Linked DNA regions of Mus musculus: regions 2 and 3 are each linked to region 1. Evidence: chromatin contacts called from public Hi-C data. All regions are on one chromosome and are shown on one strand. Each heading gives the region's core, a stretch centred on a gene start, on an enhancer-like site or on the middle of the called end of the contact. The rest is flanking DNA. Distances are from core to core; before and after follow the strand shown. Region 1 has its middle 57 kb from the start of Gm38862. Region 2 overlaps Prickle2 (prickle planar cell polarity protein 2). Region 3 has its middle 38 kb from the start of Prickle2.

The links. Hi-C and Micro-C count contacts between places; a contact is called where the count stands out from the background.
Region 2: a contact with region 1 is called in a Hi-C map of cerebral cortex, with 2.6 times the contacts expected there. The contact joins two enhancer-like sites. A contact is called at or near these places in 2 of 15 datasets of contacts at CTCF or cohesin (both in the NIH/3T3 cell line), 3 of 484 Hi-C or Micro-C datasets (cerebral cortex, cortical neurons and embryonic fibroblasts) and 4 of 115 datasets of contacts at active chromatin or transcription factors (astrocytes, embryonic basal ganglia and embryonic stem cells).
Region 3: a Hi-C map of cortical neurons shows a contact between it and region 1, with 1.6 times the contacts expected there. The contact joins two enhancer-like sites. A contact is called at or near these places in 4 of 484 Hi-C or Micro-C datasets (cerebral cortex, cortical neurons and nephron progenitors) and 1 of 115 datasets of contacts at active chromatin or transcription factors (embryonic basal ganglia).

Annotation. Positions count from the first base shown.
Region 1 is chr6:92,346,519-92,349,218 of GRCm38.p6, reverse strand. No RefSeq gene overlaps it. Among named protein-coding and RNA genes, the nearest start is that of Gm38862, 57 kb to the left of the region's middle. Within about 2 kb of position 1,373, at least 9 of the 459 cell types and tissues checked have an H3K27ac peak or open chromatin away from gene starts, as enhancers often do. A contact at or near this core is called in cerebral cortex and cortical neurons, where this site is marked.
Region 2 is chr6:92,663,478-92,666,177 of GRCm38.p6, reverse strand. The region is part of intron 2 of Prickle2 (prickle planar cell polarity protein 2); the gene reads left to right. Among named protein-coding and RNA genes, the nearest start is that of Prickle2, 41 kb to the left of the region's middle. Within about 2 kb of position 1,372, at least 57 of the 459 cell types and tissues checked have an H3K27ac peak or open chromatin away from gene starts, as enhancers often do. A contact at or near this core is called in cerebral cortex and cortical neurons, where this site is marked.
Region 3 is chr6:92,742,519-92,745,218 of GRCm38.p6, reverse strand. No RefSeq gene overlaps it. Among named protein-coding and RNA genes, the nearest start is that of Prickle2, 38 kb to the right of the region's middle. Within about 2 kb of position 1,413, at least 17 of the 459 cell types and tissues checked have an H3K27ac peak or open chromatin away from gene starts, as enhancers often do. A contact at or near this core is called in cerebral cortex and cortical neurons, where this site is marked.

The DNA.
Region 1 (2,700 bases), core at 124-2,623:
GTGCTGGGAATTAAACCCAACCAAGTCCTTTGTAAGAGCAGCCAGTGCTCTTAACCACTGAGCAATCTCTTTGGCCCCCTGTCGACATCATTAACTTTGGGGCTGGTATATTCCAAAGGTTTTATGTGATAGCTGAAAAGAAGGTAGGTCAGACATAGATGTCTGATATGAGTGGATATTTAGGAAGTTAAAGGTAGTCTGAAATAATTCATCTCTTGATCTGCAACATCCCAGCCATAGAGTTCTAACCAATCAACACTGAAGAATCTGCAACATAGGTGTGGATTTAGAGGAAGACTGTAAGGAAGGGTAGCCCCTCAGAATCCATACAGGACACACCCAGACACCAAATTCTCAGCATGAGAGAGATTTATTACCCAAGACTGGCATTGGGGGGTGGGGGGAGTGTAGGGCTGCCTCTGGATCAGGCAGATAGCAAGTAGCAGCAGCAAGCATGTGTTTTTCCGCAGGAGTGGATTTTTAAGGAAGAAAAGGTGTTGTCTTAGTTAAGGTTTCCACTGCTGTGAAGAGACACCATGACCAAGGCAACTCTTATAAAGAACAACATTTAACCAGGGCTGGGTTACTGGTTCTGAAGTTCAGTCCATTATCATCATGGCAGGAAGCATTGCAGCATCCAGGCTGGCATGGCACTAGAGGAGCTGAGAGTTCTACATCTTGATCCAGAGGCAAAGAGGAGAAGATTGGCTCTTCTGCACTGGGCAGAGCTACAAAGTCCACCCCCACAGTGATGCACTTCCTCCAACAAGGCCACACCTATGCCAATAAGGCCACACCTACTAATAGTGCCATCTCCCATGGGCCAAACATATTCAATCCACCACAGGGAGAGTCTGTGAAAGGGTGAGTTGGTAAATTCTGATTGGACATGTTAACCAAATAATGAATTTCGATTGTTGTACCTTCACATTTTGTCTCAGGAGTGAGTCAGTAGCCAAATAAAAGAACAGGCCATGGGGTGGCTTTACGAATATACTCTAGTGGTTTTTAACAAGAGAGAGGGGAAGGGGGAAAAGGGCAATATCTGTCAGCACTGTGTTTCCCCTGCTCCAGCCTGTTAGAGAGCCCTTTGGACTTCAGTTCATAAAAAGCTATGGGAACTTCCTGAGCCTGCCTAAACCTTGTGATTCAAGATTCACTGTCCACAGAGTTAGACCTGGTGAGATTAGTTATTGTTAAGACAGAATACAACTACAGTCAATATCTACATCCCTATCATAAGGGAATATCCATTTACATTCACACAGCCCTGTTCCTGTGGAGTTGCCAGCAGCCCTGGCCTTTGAAGAAGCACTTCCTCCCTTTTTACTATTTGTAGGCTGGCTTTGTATTCTGGCGTGGCTTTACAGGCTGTTCCTTCCCATCCTCCCCTTACCACCCCCTGCTTGGATGAATATGAGGACACTGGTATACATACAGCCTCGTGCCCTGAGTTATGGGAGCTTTTTAAAAATAGAGTTATTTGTTTTGTGTGTGCATGCTCATATGTATGCAAGAGCATATGTTTATTCGTGCTTGTGGGTGCTAGAGGACAGCTTGGAGTGTTATTCCTCAGGCACCGTCCATCTTAGTTTTGGAACAGACTTCTCTCGCCGCAATGGAGGCATAAAGAAGGCTACGCTGGATGGCCCTGAGGATACCTGGCTTAGCCTCCCCGCATAGAGATTATATGCACGTACCACCATGCCTGGTGTCTGCTTAATGGGGATTCTGAGGATCTGATTCAAGTCCTTATGATAATGAGGCAAGCACTTCATAGACTGAGCTCACTCTCCAGCCTGCATCTCTTTCTCTCTTTTTAACAAGAAAAAAAAAAATATATATATATATATATATAGTTTCAGATTTGCAAGTTTTGCGTTATTCTTTAATTTTAAACCTTTTTTTATTAGGTCTAAAAGTCCCTTAGTAAGAAGTAGGAAGGATCCCTCTGGCTTTGATTTCTGCTCCCATTCACAAAGTGCTCCACCTGTTAAATGTTTTGGTGTTTGTGGCAGTGAGGGGCAGTGTGGGAGAAAATCCGCATCTCTATAGGAGCTGCTTGCTTTCGGTACACAGAAGGATCCCCAGCATAAAAAGGTCAGACACGGGAATCCTCAGATTTTGATTTTTGGATCTTATGATGCAACAAAAACATTAGAAATCATTCCTCGCTCGGGTCTTTTCATTGTGGCTTTCTTTCAGGGCCCACAGTGACATGCAGTTATTCATTGTTCCCGATGCTGGGCAGTGGCGAGCTTCAGATGTAGCCACCTGTCAAACTGTGAGAAATAAATCAACAATGCTCTGTGCTGTGCTGTGCTGTGTGGATTAATTAAGAGGCTCTATGAGTTTAGGGCATTAAGTGCCCTCTTTGGCTTGCTGATTTTTGCAATTTCCAATTAGCTTATCAGCGCATACCTCCGTCATTAATTCAAGGAACACTGCATGTTTGGGAAAATAAAGTTATACCTAGTGACAGCCCTAATAGGCATCATAGTCATTATCCTCCCTTTATTCCCACTTTCCCTTTCCAAATTGGTCATCTGATTATCTGCCTTAAAAACCATGCTCTTGGTCTCAGTGAAGGGGACGAAGCAATGCCTTGAGTTCGCACAAAGTGCTCAGAAGGGTGGGACAAAACCCACCCAGGTCCCAGTGTCAAGATCGATTCTAAACTAAAATGCAGCTGCAATCTTC
Region 2 (2,700 bases), core at 123-2,622, 320 kb before region 1:
TGATCGCCACACAATGCTGTGCTGTGTGTGCCCCATCTTCCATACACAACAAGCCAGAGTCATGAATTTTCTCCCTGCCTGTCAGGCCTTCCCCAGACTTCCCTCCAGGGACAGGGGATGTGTATCGTGAGTCTACTCTGATCACTTGAGCTTCCTTTTGCCGATTCCTCCAGGTCACCACCTGGTATTGAGTAACAGCTTGCTGTGTGCATGAGCCTTAGGGATGGTTCCACAGTTGCCCTGCCTTTGTTCATGAGAGCCTTTCCCTGGCCTTAAGGCTGAGTCATTAGGGGTGTGAGTAGTTTTGTTCTTAACAACATCCTCTGGTCTGGGATGCTCCCCAAACATTTCTTCCTTTGATTGCAAACACTGGGGGGTTCTTTTTTCTCTTTGGAGGGCAGAGGGCAGAGTTGAATAGGCCAGCATCCTCTCCTGGCAACAGTCCTAGAATTAATTCCTGGACCTGAAAAATCCAAACACCCAAACTTCCTGCAGTAATGAAAACCCACAGCAGAGGGCAGTCTCCTACATATGGCGAGGTGTCCTTGGCCCTGAGCTTATTTAATTGAAAAACCTACAGAAAAGTAATTAGCCTGGCTTCATAAGAGAGGCAAATCCCTTGCTGCCCCCCTCAGCCCACCTTTTGTTTAAAGAAGGCCATTTGTTCTTGAAGTGAAGAGTCCCCCGCGCCCTCCTTCCCTTCTTGTCCCCTGCTACAACTGTTAGGTCTAGTTTCTCTAGCTCAAAGATAGAAAGGGGTTAATTTTAGAGAAGCAACCCCTATTTGCTTTGTTCCATATGCAGAATAGGAAGGACACTGTCGCATGGTCTGTCAGATTTTCTCGGTCCCCTCTTGAGGAGGCAAGCCTGGAAGGAGGGTATGAATCCCAAACGTGTGTTTCACTCTCTCCTGCCAGGCATTCTCCCAAGGCCGTTTCATGCACTCTTTAAATAAGCCCAGATCCCCCATTAAGTGGATTTGCTTACTATTGCCAGTTCACACATGGGGAGATGGAAACCCTGAAACTGACAGGTTTGCTATGTGGTTCTCTGGGCTTTAAGTTGGTCATGTGTTTTAAAACAGGGAGTATCAGGTAAATTGCTCTTGAAACCCCTATTTCCTCTCCATTGGAGACAGAAGCTTGGAGGACAGATTTCCTAGGAAAATGGGTATGTCTGGGGGGTGGAGGTGCTGTTGTTGACAAAGAGCTTTGTTACTCTTTTCTAGTGTCCCGCCCCCCACCCCCAGCTGAGCCTATGCCTCCTCAGAAGGTTGAAGCTGGGTCAGCTTATCCATCAGGACTGTGCTGAGCCTGATCCAATTTTAGCAGTAACCTGCTTCTGCTCCCTAGGAATGTTGCAATAGGAGCTACGGTCCTGGTTCTGCAAGCCTGGCCAGCTCCCATGCGCTTCTGCTCATTCCCAGAATACAAAACACAAACTCAGGAGTGGTCCACCTTGGTTTTTTTGGAGTGTGTCTCTTGGGAACCTGGGGCTTACCAATAAGGCCAGGCTGCCTGGCAGTGAGCCCCAAGGATCTGCCTGTCTTTGTCTCTGGAGTCACAAGTACATGTTACATGCTCAGCTTTTGTATTTTATTTCATGGGCTTGGGGGATCAAACTCTTGTCTTCACGCTTACACAGCAGCCTTTGTTAGCATTCTGTCTAAACTCCACCCCACAGTTACCTGGCAACCGCCAGGTATGCCAACCTTGGTGGGCATTTTTACCAAACGGGAGTCTTATTCTCTGAGGCATCAGTCAGCCAACAGATTTGTTCTGAGCATTTCTAGCCAGTGTTGGATCACAGGTCTCTAAACCCAGTACCAGGTCCCAGGAGCTACTTGATAGAAGTTGGACAGATGCTGGAGTGAAAAGCCACAGTCTAAATGCCTCTGAAGTAAATACAGGCACAGCTTGGTCCCTCTCCTGGTTAGCCTCTGAAGTCACCTGAGAGGAAAGCTGCAGTGGAGGGACTGCCTAGATCAGGCTGACCCATAGACTGTCTGTAAAGATTGTCTTGATTGACTGGCGTAGGAAGGGCCAGACCACTGTGGGCGGAACCATCCCTAGACAGGTGGTTCAGGCTGTACAGGAAAGAGAGCTAAGTACAAAGGAGCCAATCAGCAAGGAGTGTCTGTCCCTCTGTGGTGTCTGTCTCAAGCTGCTGCTTGAGTTTCTGTGCTGGCTTCTCTTAATGATGGGCTGGGACCTGTAAGCGTGAGTCAGATGCATCTTTCCTTGCCCTAAGTTGCTTTTCATCAGAATGTTTTTTTGTCACAGCAACAGAAAAAAAAAAAAAAAAAGTAGAACAGTCACCTTGCAGCTAGTTCACAGAGGTTATAAATGGCAGTGGGTGCAGAGTTAATGGGTTTTCTGGGGTTTACAAACCATGTGACCAGAAGGCGAGAGAGAGAGAGAGAGAGAGAGAGAGAGAGAGAGAGAGAGAGCGCTAGCTAGCTAGCTGATGGTAGGAGTGAGAATTTTTTTTTCTGCTGGTTGCTATATTAAGCTGTACCATATGAAATCGCTGTTTGCTAGGGAAGATCTGGGCTGGGAAACATAAATTTGGGAAGCACAGGCATATTGATGGTATTTAAATCTGTGAATGAGATCACTTAAGGAGAAAATGGAGGTAGGGCTGGGACTGAGAGCCTGCTGCTACAGCCTGAGGCTCTGCAGCCTTCAGAGGATTCACAGA
Region 3 (2,700 bases), core at 164-2,663, 400 kb before region 1:
CACAGTAATAAGCCCTCGTGTCTAAATGTCACACTTTCTGGTCAGGGTCTCTGCTAACCCTTTCCTCCTGCAGTCATTTTTTGAGCACCCATGGGGTTTTCAAGATGAAGCCTCTGCACTCAGAAGCCTAGAAATCTAGGAACTGGAAAATGTGTTCTATGTGAACAGATTTGTAAAATAATTTCAGTAAAAGAAATAAGGCTGGTGAGGAAAAGAATATTAGGACAGAGAAAGGGGAGGCACATATTGAATAGGGCAGTCAGGGAAGGCATTCCAAAGGATGTGGCCTCTTATGAGTCTCACAAGCCAATGGGTACCCAGTCGGCAAAGCTATAGATGGATTCATCTGGCCAAGAGAGTAGCTGGTGTCAAAATCTCTAGGTGGACAATGGCAGGCAGGAGACAAGGGTGGGGCTGGAGCAGAGGAAGTGAAAAACTACAAGACCAGCTGGGCAATATACTGCCTGGTAGACCATGAGGCACAAGATGTGAATTTTTAAGGTTTTGTTTTTTATTTTTATTTACTGTGGTATTGGGGATAGGACCCAGGGCTTTGTGTGTCCTAGGCAGGTGCTATACCACCGAGCCACAGGTTCAGCTACCACTGCAGGTTTGTAGTGCGGTCTTCAGGCCAACAGCAGCACTTGGGGGTTTGTGAGGAATGGGAATTCTCATGATCACTAAATCAGAAACTACAGGTGAGCCTCAGTGGTCTGTGGGGCTTCCAGAGCTTCTAGTCTGGTCTAGAAGTTGAGCGATTATCTAGCCATCTGGACAGATGAACCATCTAGAATCTTAAGGAACCATGAATACTGGGACTCTTCCTTCTGCCTGGCATCTTCAAGACATCTTTAGTTGAGGATTAGCTCCGTTAGTTCTTGGACAATTCCTAGGGTGATCGAAGGGCTACAGATGTGGAACCATTGCTCTACTGCCTTCTGAAGACAACAGGCCAGGGAAGTAGGCAACGCCCCAGCATGGGGAACAGGGATGGAAGCTTGTACTAAGATGGTATCCGACAACAGGAAGTGCATGGACCACTGTAAACCTATTTTGGTGGAAAATTCAACGTGCCTTTTATGCTGATGTGGGCAGGAAGTGGAACTTGCGATCAGCATCAGGTGGGAGATTAAGTAATGCTATCTCACGTTTGTGGGTAAGCCAGCCCCTAGACACCTTGGGACCACGGCCATTAGACCATACAGAAAATAGAGACCAAACCAGTTCACCTCCTTCCTCTGCCTGGCAGTAAAGGCTGTGGCGTCTGTAAGGAGGTTAGAATATTTAAGTTTCTCCTGAGGTTTCAAGGTCCCAGTCTCCCTTCCTCCACCTGGCTCTTTCACAGCTCCTCTGTGCTACCAAAGGACCAAAGTGGGGGAAATGACCATCAGGGGGCGAGCAAGACTCAGAAATGTGCTTTGCCAGGCGCAAGGCAAGTCTGGCACTTTGGGGTTTACCAGGTAGAAAAGAATTCGCAGGGAAATCAGAATCACGTGCACTTTACTGGGCAGCTTCTGCGCGTTAGATTCTGCGCAAGTGCATCTGGTGTTTTCTCGTTTAATCCTCATTAGGTGCCCCCGAGTTACACACACTCGGAGTTAGAATGACACTCACGGCCTGGGTCACCCAGGCAGACACACAAATGGAATTGTGCTCCAGCCTATCTGACTCTAAATGCGTGTCAGCAACAAATGCCGGCTCCCCAAGTAGCTCCTTGCCCATGGTAGTGTTTTCTTTCTCTTGGGGAGATGGCTGTGGAAGGTAGCATCACCAGCTTATATAAGGAAAGGCTGTGGAGTCTGGCTTTACATCACACATTTGCTGTGTGATAGTGAGTGAGTTATTTAGCTTCTCTGAAGTTTCCACAGCTAAATGTTTTCACAGTAAGCAGATACCATTTGTGGACCCTAACAGTGTGTTTTCTATAAGCACCATCCATAGCATAGAGTGTTCGCTCGCTGTGTGCTGTACACTAGACAAATCCTGGCCACGGGTGACTTTAAGAGTGCTTGGTACCTAGGTTGTGAAATTGAAGAACTGAATTTAAATTTTCAGTTACAATGAACTTAAATCTAAATAAGCATGTTTGGCTACTGGCCATGCTGTTAGCAATGCAGCTCTGTAACGTATCTATCTAAGTTCAAAAATCTACATATCCCCGGGGACCCCTTGGGCTTAAATTAAAATAGACTGTGCTCACCATTTATAGTCTGGTTTACAACAAGGTTTTGGTGCATTTGAGTTTGAAAGGAAGAAACATAAGAGAAAGGAAAAATCTATAAGTATTGTTAGGTTTTGTGCTCAGCAGGTTTTGTGAATTGAGGGCGGGGCTAGACTTTCCTAAGGGATGCCCCCCACCCCAACTCCTGCCCAGCAGAGCTCAGCACATGGAGGGGACTAGATGTGATGGGCAGTCTTATTTGCTCCCAGCCCCACTACCACCACACACACACACACTGCCTCAAGCAGAATTCTTTAAACATTTCTTCACCTTGTATTTGTAAGGCAGAACAAAGCCACAGTGTGTGTGTGTGTGTGTGTGTGTGTGTGTGTGTGTTCCATACAAATTCCCCTTCACCTATTTGCTGCCTAAAGAAAGCCTACCGTTTGAAGCCTCTCACACTTCCATTTACTCTTACAATTTTATAGACAGACGGTGTCACAGAAAATTCCTAAAGGTTCCAAGTGTGAATAATAAAA